Regions from separate parts of the Sus scrofa genome. Here all the other regions are linked to region 1. The links are chromatin contacts, called in public Hi-C and HiChIP or PLAC-seq maps. All regions are on one chromosome and are shown on one strand. Each heading gives the region's core, a stretch centred on a gene start, on an enhancer-like site or on the middle of the called end of the contact. The rest is flanking DNA. Distances are from core to core; before and after follow the strand shown. Region 1 holds the start of LOC100517129 (nuclear body protein SP140-like protein). Region 2 has its middle 81 kb from the start of CAB39. Region 3 overlaps SP110 (sp110 nuclear body protein). Region 4 holds the start of SP110 (sp110 nuclear body protein).

What was found. Hi-C and Micro-C count contacts between places; a contact is called where the count stands out from the background. HiChIP or PLAC-seq counts read pairs in DNA pulled down with a chosen protein or histone mark.
Region 2: a contact with region 1 is called in an H3K27ac HiChIP or PLAC-seq map of alveolar macrophages. The contact joins the enhancer-like site here to the promoter of LOC100517129 in region 1. A contact is called at or near these places in 1 of 5 promoter capture datasets (liver), 7 of 47 Hi-C or Micro-C datasets (alveolar macrophages, blood, liver and 2 more) and 2 of 2 datasets of contacts at active chromatin or transcription factors (alveolar macrophages and skeletal muscle).
Region 3: a Hi-C map of liver shows a contact between it and region 1, with 4 times the contacts expected there. The contact joins the enhancer-like site here to the promoter of LOC100517129 in region 1. A contact is called at or near these places in 1 of 5 promoter capture datasets (liver), 5 of 47 Hi-C or Micro-C datasets (epiblast stem cells, liver and skeletal muscle) and 2 of 2 datasets of contacts at active chromatin or transcription factors (alveolar macrophages and skeletal muscle).
Region 4: an H3K27ac HiChIP or PLAC-seq map of alveolar macrophages shows a contact between it and region 1. The contact joins the promoter of SP110 here to the promoter of LOC100517129 in region 1. A contact is called at or near these places in 1 of 5 promoter capture datasets (liver), 3 of 47 Hi-C or Micro-C datasets (alveolar macrophages, heart right ventricle and liver) and 2 of 2 datasets of contacts at active chromatin or transcription factors (alveolar macrophages and skeletal muscle).

The regions. Positions count from the first base shown.
Region 1 is chr15:131,298,397-131,301,231 of Sscrofa11.1, reverse strand. It overlaps LOC100517129 (nuclear body protein SP140-like protein), which reads right to left and starts at 1,309. Exons shown (of 20, transcript XM_021075666.1): 1 at 1,159-1,309. The coding sequence starts at 1,190.
Region 2 is chr15:131,410,287-131,413,530 of Sscrofa11.1, reverse strand. No RefSeq gene overlaps it. Among named protein-coding and RNA genes, the nearest start is that of CAB39, 81 kb to the left of the region's middle. Within about 2 kb of position 1,695, at least 54 of the 83 cell types and tissues checked have an H3K27ac peak or open chromatin away from gene starts, as enhancers often do. A contact at or near this core is called in alveolar macrophages, liver, omental adipose tissue and 2 more, where this site is marked.
Region 3 is chr15:131,186,098-131,189,112 of Sscrofa11.1, reverse strand. All of the region lies in intron 9 of SP110 (sp110 nuclear body protein), which reads left to right. Among named protein-coding and RNA genes, the nearest start is that of SP140, 38 kb to the left of the region's middle. Within about 2 kb of position 1,707, at least 31 of the 83 cell types and tissues checked have an H3K27ac peak or open chromatin away from gene starts, as enhancers often do. A contact at or near this core is called in alveolar macrophages, liver and skeletal muscle, where this site is marked.
Region 4 is chr15:131,224,787-131,227,948 of Sscrofa11.1, reverse strand. SP110 (sp110 nuclear body protein) reads left to right here and starts at 1,406. Exons shown (of 17, transcript XM_021075649.1): 1 at 1,406-1,535. The coding sequence starts at 1,516. SP140 (nuclear body protein SP140) reads right to left here and starts at 2,644. Exons shown (of 25, transcript XM_021075644.1): 1 at 2,454-2,644.

The sequences.
Region 1 (2,835 bases), core at 60-2,559:
GAAAATATAAAACCGTTGGTATCACAGCTTGTTGGTAAAGGCAAACAATTGAAAAAGCTCTAAATGTCTATCAATAGAGTGGGGAGGGAGGAGAGTTTAAAAACTATGGTGTACCCATTCTGTGGAATAGTATACAGCTGTTAAAAAGAACCAGGGGATCCTATGTTTATTAAGGTGCTATGATTTTCACTATTAAAGTACATGAAAATGAAAAAAATGGCATTTAAAACATAATTCCATTTTTAAAAAAGGACTAAAATTTATGTAATTATAAAAATAAGTTACATATGTAAATGTGTAGAAAAAAGATCTGGAAGATAACACCCAAGAATTGAAAAGGATCAGGACTGGAAGTTTCAAGGGGGTGAGGGGTGAACAAGAATTTTCTCCTCTATATACTTAGGAACTTTATGAACAAGAATGCATAATGTATTTCTGTTGTATTAACAAAATCCAGACCTTTAAAATATTAAATAATGTTACTTCCGACCCACTACTAGAGAAAGAGATGGGATTTCTACTCTTTACCTTGTGGAGGTATAACCTACTCCAGAACTGAAATAGTTTCTGTGAAAATTAAAATACTCATCCTGGGCTAGCCCTTGGCAGTTTGGGGCATTTCTCTTCCTTTCACTTTCTTTGCCAGGGATTGTTGGAAGAAGAATCCAGCCCCCCCCCCTTCCCCAGCCAGAGGTGGGAACAGTGCCGGGGACTGTCTGAGTCCCCGTCCACAGGACAGGTGGGAAAAAGCACCACTCAAAGGTTTGAAAATAAATCAGGGGTTTCCTTTAAATTTCTACTTCCTCAGCTATGTGAAGGTAGGACTGATCTAAGAGAAACGAGAGAGTGATCTAGGTTTACAAGGAAATAATCCCTTGCCACAAGGCCTCATAAAGATCAGCACCTTTGGACAGGCCTCCTGGCTGAAATTGCAAAACAATGTCATGTGCCTTGTAGCAACAAGACTCAACCAGCAGGCTCCCTGCTGCCGTTTAAAATCTGATTTCCTCGTTACACATTCCTGTTTCTTATTATACGGCAGAGTGATCCCGTGTGTATATCCTGTGCAAAGCAAAGGTTTAGTGCAGAGTCCAAAGAACAGCCCTGAAGCAGCCGCACGGCCAGAGGGACAGGTGGAAGGACAGGGGAAAGACTGACCTTGTCCTGAGCTCACGGCCTCCACTAGCCATCTTTCCACCTCAGCCCGGCCTGGGCCTGAGCTTGGCCTGCAACCACTCCAGTGTCCAGGGAGGCAGCCCTAGGCCTGAACCCTGAACAGGAAGTCTCTCTAGGGCTCCGCCCAAGTGGGGAAAAGGGAAGTGAAAGTAGCTCAGTGAGCTGTGGACGTCCTCCCTCCCTCCTCCCGCAGCTACACAATCCTTCTAGCCGTTATGACATGTGACCCCCAGGGATGGAAGACAAGGAGTGACACTCAGGGACTGGAGGGCCCCGGAGGACCCCGGAGGAGGACTCGGGGAGGGGCAGACCCGGGCCCCGGGAGTCCACCTGTTTGTGCAAAGACAGCAACAACCAACGTCTGTGTGATCCCAGCCGTCCTCAGGCTCCTGCCTTCTCAGGGGGTTTCAGAGCATGGGGGTCAAGGGCAAAGTCCCTCTTTGCCCCTTCCCTTGCCAAGATGGCCGGGGCAGGGGGAAAATGGACACTTCGGATCTTCTCTCCAGCCCATGGGAGAGCTTGGACCCAACTGAGGTAGGTCCCAGTGTCCAGATGTCTGATGAAGCAGCGATGGTTTCCATGTGATGCTCCCCTGAATTTGACTTCCTCCAGCTTTGAGGAGGGGTCTGAGCCAGTTACACTTGAAAATGTGGGGCAGGCTTTCTATCCTCTCTCCACTCCTGTTCTTTCCCCGCAAAGAGCGAGCATCAGCCTGGTTGGTACAGATTCCAGAAGACGGATGAGGCCATCCTACCCAGTGCACAAGGTCTCTGTGGAGCCCTCTCTCCCTCCCTCCCCTCAGGGGGTAGAAGGATTAGCAAGCTGAGGTTCTGGTGGGCACGGCTGCCCTCTGCTCCTGACTCCATGGGGCACAGGATCCAGACAAGCCTGGCACAGAGCACACCTGCCTTTTCTAGTGTCCACTCTCTCTCTTCTCTCGGTCCCTGTACAGCAGGTGGATCAGGCCACCACCATACTGGGTGTTGACATAAATGTGCCTGCTTTTCTTTTCCTTCTTTTTTTCTGCTTTTTAGGGCCGCACCCGTGGCATATGGAGGTTCCCAGGCTAGGAGTCGAATTGGAGCTCCAGCTGCTGACCTACACCACAGCCACAGCAACGCAGGATCCGAGCCGAGTCTGCACACTCACTGCAGCTCATGGCAATGCCAGATCCTTAACCCACGGAGCGAGGCCAGGGATTGAACGCACGTCCTCATGGATACTAGTCGGGTTCATTACTGCTGAGCCACAATGGGAACTCCAGTGTGCCAGCTTTTCTGTTGTCTGCTTGGGGCTCCAAGGAATCAGAGGCCAGCTAGCAGCGGCTGGGTGGGAAACCCACAGGGCAGATATTCCCACACAGGGCTGCTCCTGGCCATAGGGAGGAAAGTTTCCAGCGAGTCAGAGAAAGCAGGGCACACACCACACTCTGTGAGAGCAGTGGTGGTTTCTGAAGTAGCCCCCAGCCCTCTGTGGAGAAAGCAGTTTCTCTGGATGTTCCCGTCGTGGCTCAGCAGAAGCGAATCTGATTAGGATCCACGAGGATGCAGGTTTGATCCTTGGCCTTGCTCAGTGGGTTAAGGATCCCGTGTTGCCTTGAGCTGTGGTGTAGGTCACAGACGCGGCTCGGATCTAACATTGCTGTGGCTGTGGTGTAGA
Region 2 (3,244 bases), core at 446-2,945, 110 kb before region 1:
AGTAACAATAATAAATATCTGAAAGAGGTCATAGTCTTTGTCCAGCAAAACACAGAGGATTTATAGAGTGTTCGTAATATTTGTCCTGGGGAGAAATATACCAAGGATTTTTTTGTTACTTGGGATTTTAACTTTCAGGATTTGTGACATGAAGTTCTTTTGCTTATGGAGGCTGATTTCCTGTTCACAAGGCCAGGAAACTCTTAACTGCAGGCATGTTGCACCTGCTGCTGATGCTTGCTGGCTCCTGGCAGATGCTCTATGTAGATACGATTTTCTGGGACGGGAGCCGTGACATCATCTTAGTTATGGCTGCTGGTTTGAGAAGACCCACTCTGTTTTCTGGGTGGGGCTCCTCAGGAACGCACAGAGAGTTTGGTTGTGCCAACTGCACATTGCACAGAGCGTTCCCATTAGTTAAGGAGGCCCCTCCTTATGTCCCCTTTGGTGTGAGGCCTCTTCTCCACCACACATCTCCTCCAGAGCAATGGTCATATGCTGTGCATTAGCTCGTGCTAGATAACACAAGGCTGCAAGGATGAAGAACCCCCAACACTCCCCCCGCAAGGTGGTATCCAGTTACAATAATCCATTTCATGTCTCCTCTTAAAAGACAACCATCAGCTGTGGTTCGGTTTACCTTAATCCCCAGATTTTTCTTCTTTGTTCAAGCCACCACTGAGACTCCACTTGCAGGAAGCATTCACGGAGTAGAAAATCTGCAGGGTAAGCCAGTGGAAGTCAACAGGTTCTGAGGTGGCCTCAGATGCAGGTGGAGGTGGTCAAAGGAGTTCCATCTCATTCCTCTTCGTCTTCACACCCCCAGCCCCCCCAGTTCACCCCATGAGTCAACCAAGGGGAGCTTGGTTCAGAGCATTCCCAGCCTAAAGGGAAATCCAGAAGGCAGAGATGCCCGGTTCTTAAGGTCTCTTAGGCCCAAAGAAGGTCTCAGGGACCTAGGAAGATAGCTCAGAAAGCGAGTGGAAAAGAATCAAAGACACAGGGCATCCTCATAATTTGAACTAAAACTTCTTCGTCTAGGTCATAAATACACTTACAGGCACATCAACTGCTTCAAACAGGAAAACTATCTCATGCACTAATTCCTTACATTTATTTCACTCGCTCTTACCTAGAAGGGAAGAATGCCACCTCTAATCTTGATTTTGAGCTATGTGGTTAGATGGTTAAGAAATGAGTTCTTCGCTTCCAGAACAGACAGTAAGATGAATTAGGAGAGGAAAAGGTATTTCTGAAGAGGAATGTGCAATAGCAACATTCAGCCACCAGAGGGCACTGTAGACCCTCTGGAGGTTCTGGAAAGAGCGACACGGTGTATTGAGAAAAGACGGTAAAATGCAAATTTAAGTAAAGTTTCATTTGCTAAAATTAGAGTGAAAAATGGAAATGTCTCGGGTAGTAGAGGCTTTCCTTTCATTCTGTTCTGTGTGCTCCTGCTGAAAACTGACGTCGGCTAAGGCTGCAGCAGGTTTCTGGAGGACCCCCGGACCTCAGGTCGCTGATTGGGGGGGGGGGGGGCTTGTGGGGGAGGGACTTAGGGAATAGACGGCTGGCGAGGGCAGCAGGGGTGGAGGGAGGCATTTGAAAGGGCTCCAGGCAGCGGTTGTTTACCAACTGAGCTGAAAGCCTATTTGATTCTGTGTATTGCTTTAGTGGAACGTGTTGGCTGACTTCTGCCCTAGAAGGGGGAAGGGTGCTCTGGGAAAGCGAGTGGGTGGCTCCCCGGGGGCTGAAATTGTGCCAGCAGCTGACTTCCAGTAATGGAGCTTGTGCAAGAAGTAGACAGAGCGAGTCCAGGGCTGGCGGCGGAGCGCCCGTTTCCCTGCCAGTGTTTGCTGGGAGATAACCTGCTCCTGCCTGACATTTGATTATCCAAGCCCTGCTTTGGTGGCTTATCCTGTGTATGACCCGGGAACTGACTAGATCAGATCAGGGTTTCTTTTTTGGGGGAAAAGAACGAGGTGCAAGGGACAGGACTTCCTCCTCGTCTTGAATTTCTTCACTTTTTGTTTTCTATTGAACCATTCAACTGGCCATACCTAGTTCACCCCTGGGTGCACTGGAATTTAGGGAGAAGAGCAGCGGACCCCTGGCAAGCTTGTTTTAAGCTGACACCCAGTGCATTCTGCCCCTGCTTGTTTGTAGGTAGTTGAAACCAGCAGAATAAAAGGCTCAGACGTGACTCTGAGAAGTTTCTGATATTTGCCATGACCATCTGTAAGATCTCACTCTTCACCAGGCTGAGAATTTAAACCCCTTCTTCCATTTATTTTTCTGTCCCCAAATATGCTCAGCTCTAGTGTCCTGGGTCTCCAGACAGCGCCATGTTACAACTTAGTTGGAATAATTAACACAAAGCTCCAGATTCAAATAATATGAGCCCCTTCCAATGAATATTTTTAAAATGGTGGTAAAATGTATACAACAATATTTATCATTTTAACCATTTGTAAGAGGATAATTTAGTGATAAGAAATACTTTCACAATGTTGCAAAACCATTGTTGTTGTCTATTTCCAAAACTTTTGGTCATCCCCAACCTCTGAAACAGTAACTCTCAGTTCCCTGCACCTCCACCACCAGCTCCCATAACTTATATGCTACTTTTTGTTTCTATGAATTTACCTATTCTCTGTTTCTCATATATTTAGAATTATATATTTGTCCTATGTTTGGATTGTTTCACTTAGCATAATGCTTTCACAGTCCATCAGTGTGGCAACATATATGAACATTTTTATACTTTTTAATGGCTGAATAATGTTCCATTGTATGTATTCACATTTTGTTTATCCATTCATATGTTGTTGGGCATTTGGGTTGTTTCCACTTTTTGGCTCTTGTGATAATGCTGCTTATAAATACTGGTATAGACAATAGCAATGTTTCCAATTCTTTGATTCCCTTCTTCTTCTTTCTTTTTGGATGCACCCACAGCATGCAGAGTCCCTGGGCCAAGGATCGAACCTGTGCCACAGCAGTGACAATGCCAGATCTTTAATCTGCTGAGCCACCAGGGAACTCTAGATTCCCTGCTTTCTTTTAGATATATACCTAAGAGTGGAATTGCTAGGTATGGTAGTTGTATGTAGTAATATTTGTAACATATGGTAGTTGAATATTGTAGTATTTGTAATGTATGGTAGTTGTATGTTGTAACATTTGTAACATATGGTAGTTGTATATTATAACATTTGTAACATATGGTAGTTGTATGTTGTAA
Region 3 (3,015 bases), core at 458-2,957, 110 kb after region 1:
TCTTTTTTTTTTTTTTTTTTTTTTTTGGTCTTTGCCTTTTCTAGGGCCACTCCTTCGGCATATGGAGGTTCCCAGGCTAGGGGTCTAATCGGAGCTGTAGCTGCTGGCCTACGCCATAGCCACAGCAATGTGGGATCCGGGCTGCATCTGCAACCTACACCACAGCTCACAGCAACACCAGGTCCTTAACCCACTGAGCAAGACCAGGGAACGAACCCGCAACCTCATGGTTCCTAGTCGGATTCATTAACCGCTGAGCCATGGTGGGAACTCCCAAGGCTGCATTCTTTATTTACCTCTATTATTATTATTATTATTATTATTTTTTTTTTTGCTTTTTCGGGCCACACCCATGGCATATGGAAGTTCCAGGCTAGAGATTGAATCATGGCCACAGCAACATGGGAACTGAACCATGTCTGTCACCTACGACACAGCTCACGGCAACACCAGACCCTTAACCCACTGAGTGAGGCCAGGGATCGAACATTTGTCCTCATGGATCCTAAACAGATTTGTTTCCACTGAGCCACAACGGGAACTCCTTACCGCTATTATTTGTATTAAGTATATATACATATCTATGCTTAGTATATTGTTATACATGTGTATGTATTAACTTGTGAAAATTTGACTTCTGTATGTAATAGTTTTAACCTCCCTATCTATTGCCTTGGGCTTGCTGTTTATTTCTTAGTCAATGCTATGATTTTTCATTCATCAGGACTCATCTCTGTCTTTTCTCCCCAAACTAGTAAGGGAAAAAAATTACTTAAAAATAGTTGACCAAAAAGAGAAAAAAAAAAGTTGACCTATAAAGGATGTAAATCCATGTTTGCAGTTGTAAATGACTATTCATTTTTTATATATTAGAAAAGAGGGGAAAAGATGTCTGTTCAGGGAGTTCCCATCGTGGCACAGCATAAACGAATCCGACTAGGAACCCTGAGGTTTCGGGTTCGATCCCTGGCCTCGCTCAGTGGGTTAAGGATCTGGTGTTGCCATGAGCTGCGGTGTAGGTCACAGATGCAGCACTGATCCCAAGTTACTGTGGCTCTGGCATAGGCCGGTGGCTATAGCTTCCATTTGACCCCTAGCCTGGGAACCTCCATATGCTGCAAGCGAGGCCCTAAAAAGGAAAAAAAAAAAAAAAAAAAAAAAGCCAACCATGTTCCCATTTCTGGTGGGATGGGCTTTTGCTTCCTGTGTTGGTCAGGGGTGAGCCCTCCCGGCCCCCCACCCTTGCTTCTGTGCTCTGTGCTCTGGTGTGTCTTGGGTCCCCTGTCCTTGCCCCCTCCCTCCTCCTGGCATTCCTGTTCCTTCCGCTTTTATAATTTACTTCTGCATCATCTCTTGTCACTCTCCCTTCCCTCTTTAGGCACCTGCCACACTGGCCTTTTCCCCCATTAACTTATTCCTGAGCGTGAGGTGTGCTACCCAAGCTGGGGTCTACAGACTGCTGCCCACTGCAAGCCGGCTTGTTGCAGTCTGCAAAAATAAAGAGCTTGTAAATCAGCTGTGGCTCTGAGCACACTGCTTCCCTAGCGAGACAGCAGTGCTCTGATGTCCATGCGGGCTGAGCCTCACATTATGGCAGGGCAGCATCTTGAGCAGCGTGGTGGCACGTGGGGAAGAAGGCAGGCGCTTCAGTGTACGCTTGAGGAGTTAACACAAAGGAAAAGCCCACAGGTACCCAGGCCTCAGGCCAAGAAACGGAATGTAATCCACGGCCGCATTCCAATCCCCACCCACACACCCAAGGGCAGGCACCAGGCTGGTTTTTCCCAGCGTTCATCCTCCTTCTCGCTCAGGACCTGTGTCCTCTCGCTCCGGCATCGACTCCCTCCCCAAAGCCACGCTCTCATCCTTCCTCCTCCTCTGCCACACAGTCTCGGACTTCACCTTTGTCCTGCGGGCAGGGGTAGGTCTCCCTGACATGCTTTTGTCACATGTGTAATTAACTGTGTACATTCTGTTCACTCCCTGCAGTCGAATGAGGTCAGTACATGGATCTGGCTCCCTCATTACTCCTCGTCTCCTCTAGGCCCCAGAGTTTGTGCTTAAAGGGCTGTCAGATCAATACAGTATTCCTTCTTTCAAGTATGGATACCAATATTAGGACCACCGTGGACCCATACAAAGAACTTTGTAAACTAGAGGAAAAAAAAAAAATCAGCACCTTTTTCCATGCACTTGGGCTAGAGCTGGCCCCCAGAGTCTTGAAACAGGCACTTTGCTGCCCTCTGCTGGACACATATGGGAAGTGTACAAATGGATTCTGTCTCTGAGGTGACCTGCCCCAAGGCCTCCCTCCAACATCCGCCCCAGCGCCCCCCACCAGCACCTTAAAAGGGGAATTCCTTGCTCAGTGCACATCCCACACAACCAGATGCAGAGGCCCTGACAGCAATGTAAGTGTGTACATCACTTTACAGTTAGCAAGGCACGCTGTTCTTTGCTATCATTTAATCTTCAAATAGAAAAATTTCAGCCCCTTTTGCAGATTCAATTAGAGCATAAAAGACTTGCATGAGCTGGAATCAAACTAGATGTTTTAATCCCAAGTCCTTTGTTCTTGGAAGTTCCTGTCGTGGCTCAGGGGTAACCCACCCTGTTCTTTTTGTTTGTTTGTTTGTCTTTTTGTCTTTTAGGGCCGCACCCACATATGGAGTTTCCCAGGCTCGGCGTCAGGTTCAATCCCTGGCCCTGCTCCGTGGGTTCAGGATCCCTCATTGCTGTGAGCTCTGGTGTAGGTCACAGACGTGGCTCGGATCCCACATTTCTGTGGCTGTGCTGTGGGCTGGCAGCTGCTGGTCCAATTTGACCCCTAGCCCAGGAACGTCCTTTTGCCTGGGGTGTGGCCCTAAAAAGCAAAGCAAAACAAAACAAAGTCCTTTGTTCGTTACACTGAAAAAAATACCCCCTGGCCTTTTTAGAGAACACGGGTAGGAGGCAAGAGTCCAGGCAAGCGTTGGCAGCTGTCCATCACCAAACCACTTCTCCTGCTTCCTTAGC
Region 4 (3,162 bases), core at 157-2,656, 73 kb after region 1:
GAGGCTACAGCTCTGATTCAGCCCCTAGCCAGGGAAATTCCATGTGCTGCAGGTGTGGCCCTAAAAAGACCAAAAAAAAAAAAAAAAGTGCACATTGTGCGTTACCATTTACATAGAAATTTAGTGCAGACAAAACAAATCCGTAGACATAGTGAAAGTAGATCAGTGATTGCCCAGTGCTGGGACTGAGGAGGAAACTATTGGCGAAGGGCACAAGGGGACTTTCTGGGATGATGGAAATGGCCTGTATCTTAACTGTGGTTATGATGACGTTTGTTAAATCGCATCGAAATGCACACTTAAGATGATGCATTTTTATACTCCCATCAAATTGAGCTCGTGCCCACGTATGCTAGCCTTGGTTTCAAGGTTTCTTAGACTCTAGAACTGTGTTTCCCATCTTTTTTTCTGATTTATAAGTGTCCTGTTAGGAGAGGTCCCAAGTACATTTTCAAATCATTGATTTAAGTAAGGTTAAACAGACTTCTTAGAGAAGGATTTCTCACAGTACATATTAGAAATCTTTTTTGTTTTGTTTTGTTTTTGTCTTTTTGCCTTTTCTAGGGCCGCTCCCGCCGCATATAGAGGTTCCCAGGTTAGGGGTCGAATCAGAGCCAGAGCCACAGCAACCCGGATCCGAGCCGCATCTGTGACCCACACCACAGCTCACGGCAACGCCCGATCCTTAACCTACTGAGCGAGGCCAGGAATTGAACCCCAAACCTCATGGATCCTAGCCGGATACGTTAACCACTGAGCCACGACAGGAACTCCACATATTAGCAATCTTTAATAGGATGTTTAGAGGGAGTGTTCCCTGTCTCCCTGGAGCGGCTGTTTTAGAACCTTCTCCTGGCCCCAGTTCTCTCTGGGATCTGCCCACCACTGCAGGATTTAAGTTTCTATTCAGGTTTCTTTTTAAATTTCAATTTTCTTCAGTAATAATTTTATCCTGACAAAGTATAGGCATTTCTGAGTCACCCCTCCCCTTTGTTTTTATTTTTATTTTTTTTAAGTGTGATGATTTCTAGTAAATGGATTCCTTGGTGTAACATCATCATCCCCACAATTAAGCTTAGGGACATTTTCATCACCCCAAAAAGTGTAGGAGGACGAGTCCTAAAGAAACAGAGGTAGGTACAGATGTAAATAGATAGCATAACCCCCCGCCCCAACCACGTCCTTCGGACCGCACGCCCCCTCCTCACAGTACCCTCCTCCCCAGCTGGACCACCTCTCAAACCACCAATCCCACGACCCCCAAGTCCCCTGGGAATCTCACAAGTACCGGGAGGTGCCGAGAAGCTGCGAGAAATGAGGTCTTACCTTCAGCTCTGCACAGTCCGTTCAATGCTTTCACTTTGCTTTCACTTTCCTTTCCTCGGGAAGCCTGGCCCTCACCCTGAGCCCCAAAGCACAGACTTCCTGTTTTGCCTAACCTACCTCCCTGCCCTGCTCCCAGGCTTCCAGAGCCATCCTGGGAGAGCCCCTGGACCTGGAAAGGGAAAGGAACAGATGGCAGTCTCAGTATCCAGGTGGGTTTTTTTTGCCTCGGCTGCTTTATTCAGCTTTTGGTGATTGGCTTCCCCAGGTCCTGTTCTGGCCGCAGCAGCAGGGTGAGGCTCTCTCTCTCTCTCTCTGTAAAATTCCGTTTTCCAAAGAGATAGAGAGGGTGGGTGGGACTTAATAGGAGACTGTTAAAAAGAAGACAGAAGAACCGGGGAAGCAAACACACAACTCCCCCACCCCCAAATTCTAGCCTGTTATTGCAAACGGAGCTTGAGATTTCCTCTGTACTTCCTTGTCCGTGCAGTGACCCTGCCTCTGCCCCAACCAGGCAGCTCATTCATTATTCATAGTACAAGGGACCCGAGGGAGCTGGGACACTCGTGGGAAAGAGAAAACAAGGAGAGTGCATTTAATTTCCTCTCTCACATATCAACTTCTTAATATTTTTTCCTTAAGCACATTCATGATTATTTTCTTGAAATAAATTCCCAGAGTCAGGGAGATGATCTAGAAACAAATGCAGAGGGACTTTCAGGATGCTGTTAAGCACAGCATTGTGTCAGGCAGACAGTTTGCTTTTTAAAAATGTATTTGTTATGATTACTTTTCCCATTCTTAGTGAATACGCTTTTCAAAAAAAAAAAAATTCCTAGAAGTGGAATTTAAGACTCAAGGGCATACAAATTTTAGGAGATTTGATAAGGATTACTAAATTAACCTCTAGCAGTGTCTCTGATTGTTTTCTATCTTGGCCAGTTTGGTTGGCAAACATGTTATCAGATTGTCTTTGCCCTGTTCTGACCTGACCTCTAGCAAGTTGCCGTGTTTGTCATACATTCATTGTACATTTGACTTAATTTCTTGTTTATGCCTTTCCTTTTCTTTTTCTCGCTGATATTTATCTTTACTTATTGATTTTTAAGATTCTTGTGCATAATACAAACCTGAACACTCACGTACGGGACGCAGTATCCTGCACTGGTGAGAAGAGGGGCTTTGGTCAGATGAGTCCGCTTTGCCCATGAATACCTCGGGCTAGTTAATGAACCTCTCTGTGCTTCGCCTTCATCCCTGGCAATTGTAGCAGATGAAGAGTGAGGAACACGGCAGGTGTTTTGCTCAGAACGCTGTAGTAAAATTAGTCATCCGGGGCCCCTTCCTCTTCCTAGCATGTGACCATCCTGACCTTTTCTGGCTCTGAATTGATTTTTGCCCCACATTTCCCGTGCAGATGGTAAACAGCAGACTTCTTTCCCATCTCTTCTCTGTCCTCCAGGATTTCTTCATGATTATAGACCCCCTACGTCTCTTCTTGTGGTTGCCAGTACTGTTGTGGATTATTGTTTTTGATAACATTTTTTTTTTCTGTTAAAGTGTTCAGGAATGAGGAAAAAGAGACAGGAGTGCTTAACCTGCCACTGGGATTAAGTCCCTAGAAATAGTCATGAATTATAGCTCAACTTTCTCTTTGACATCAAATGGAAAAATGGGATCTGTGTTTTATTCCATAAAAATCTCTAGGTTATTCCATTTTTTGTTAGTGCTTTCCCTTTTCTTAACCATTTGTCAATAGGGTAATAGGTATGTTCGAGTTCCCGTCGTGGCTCAGTGGTTAGCGAATCTGACCAGGAACCATGAGGTTTCAGGTTCGAT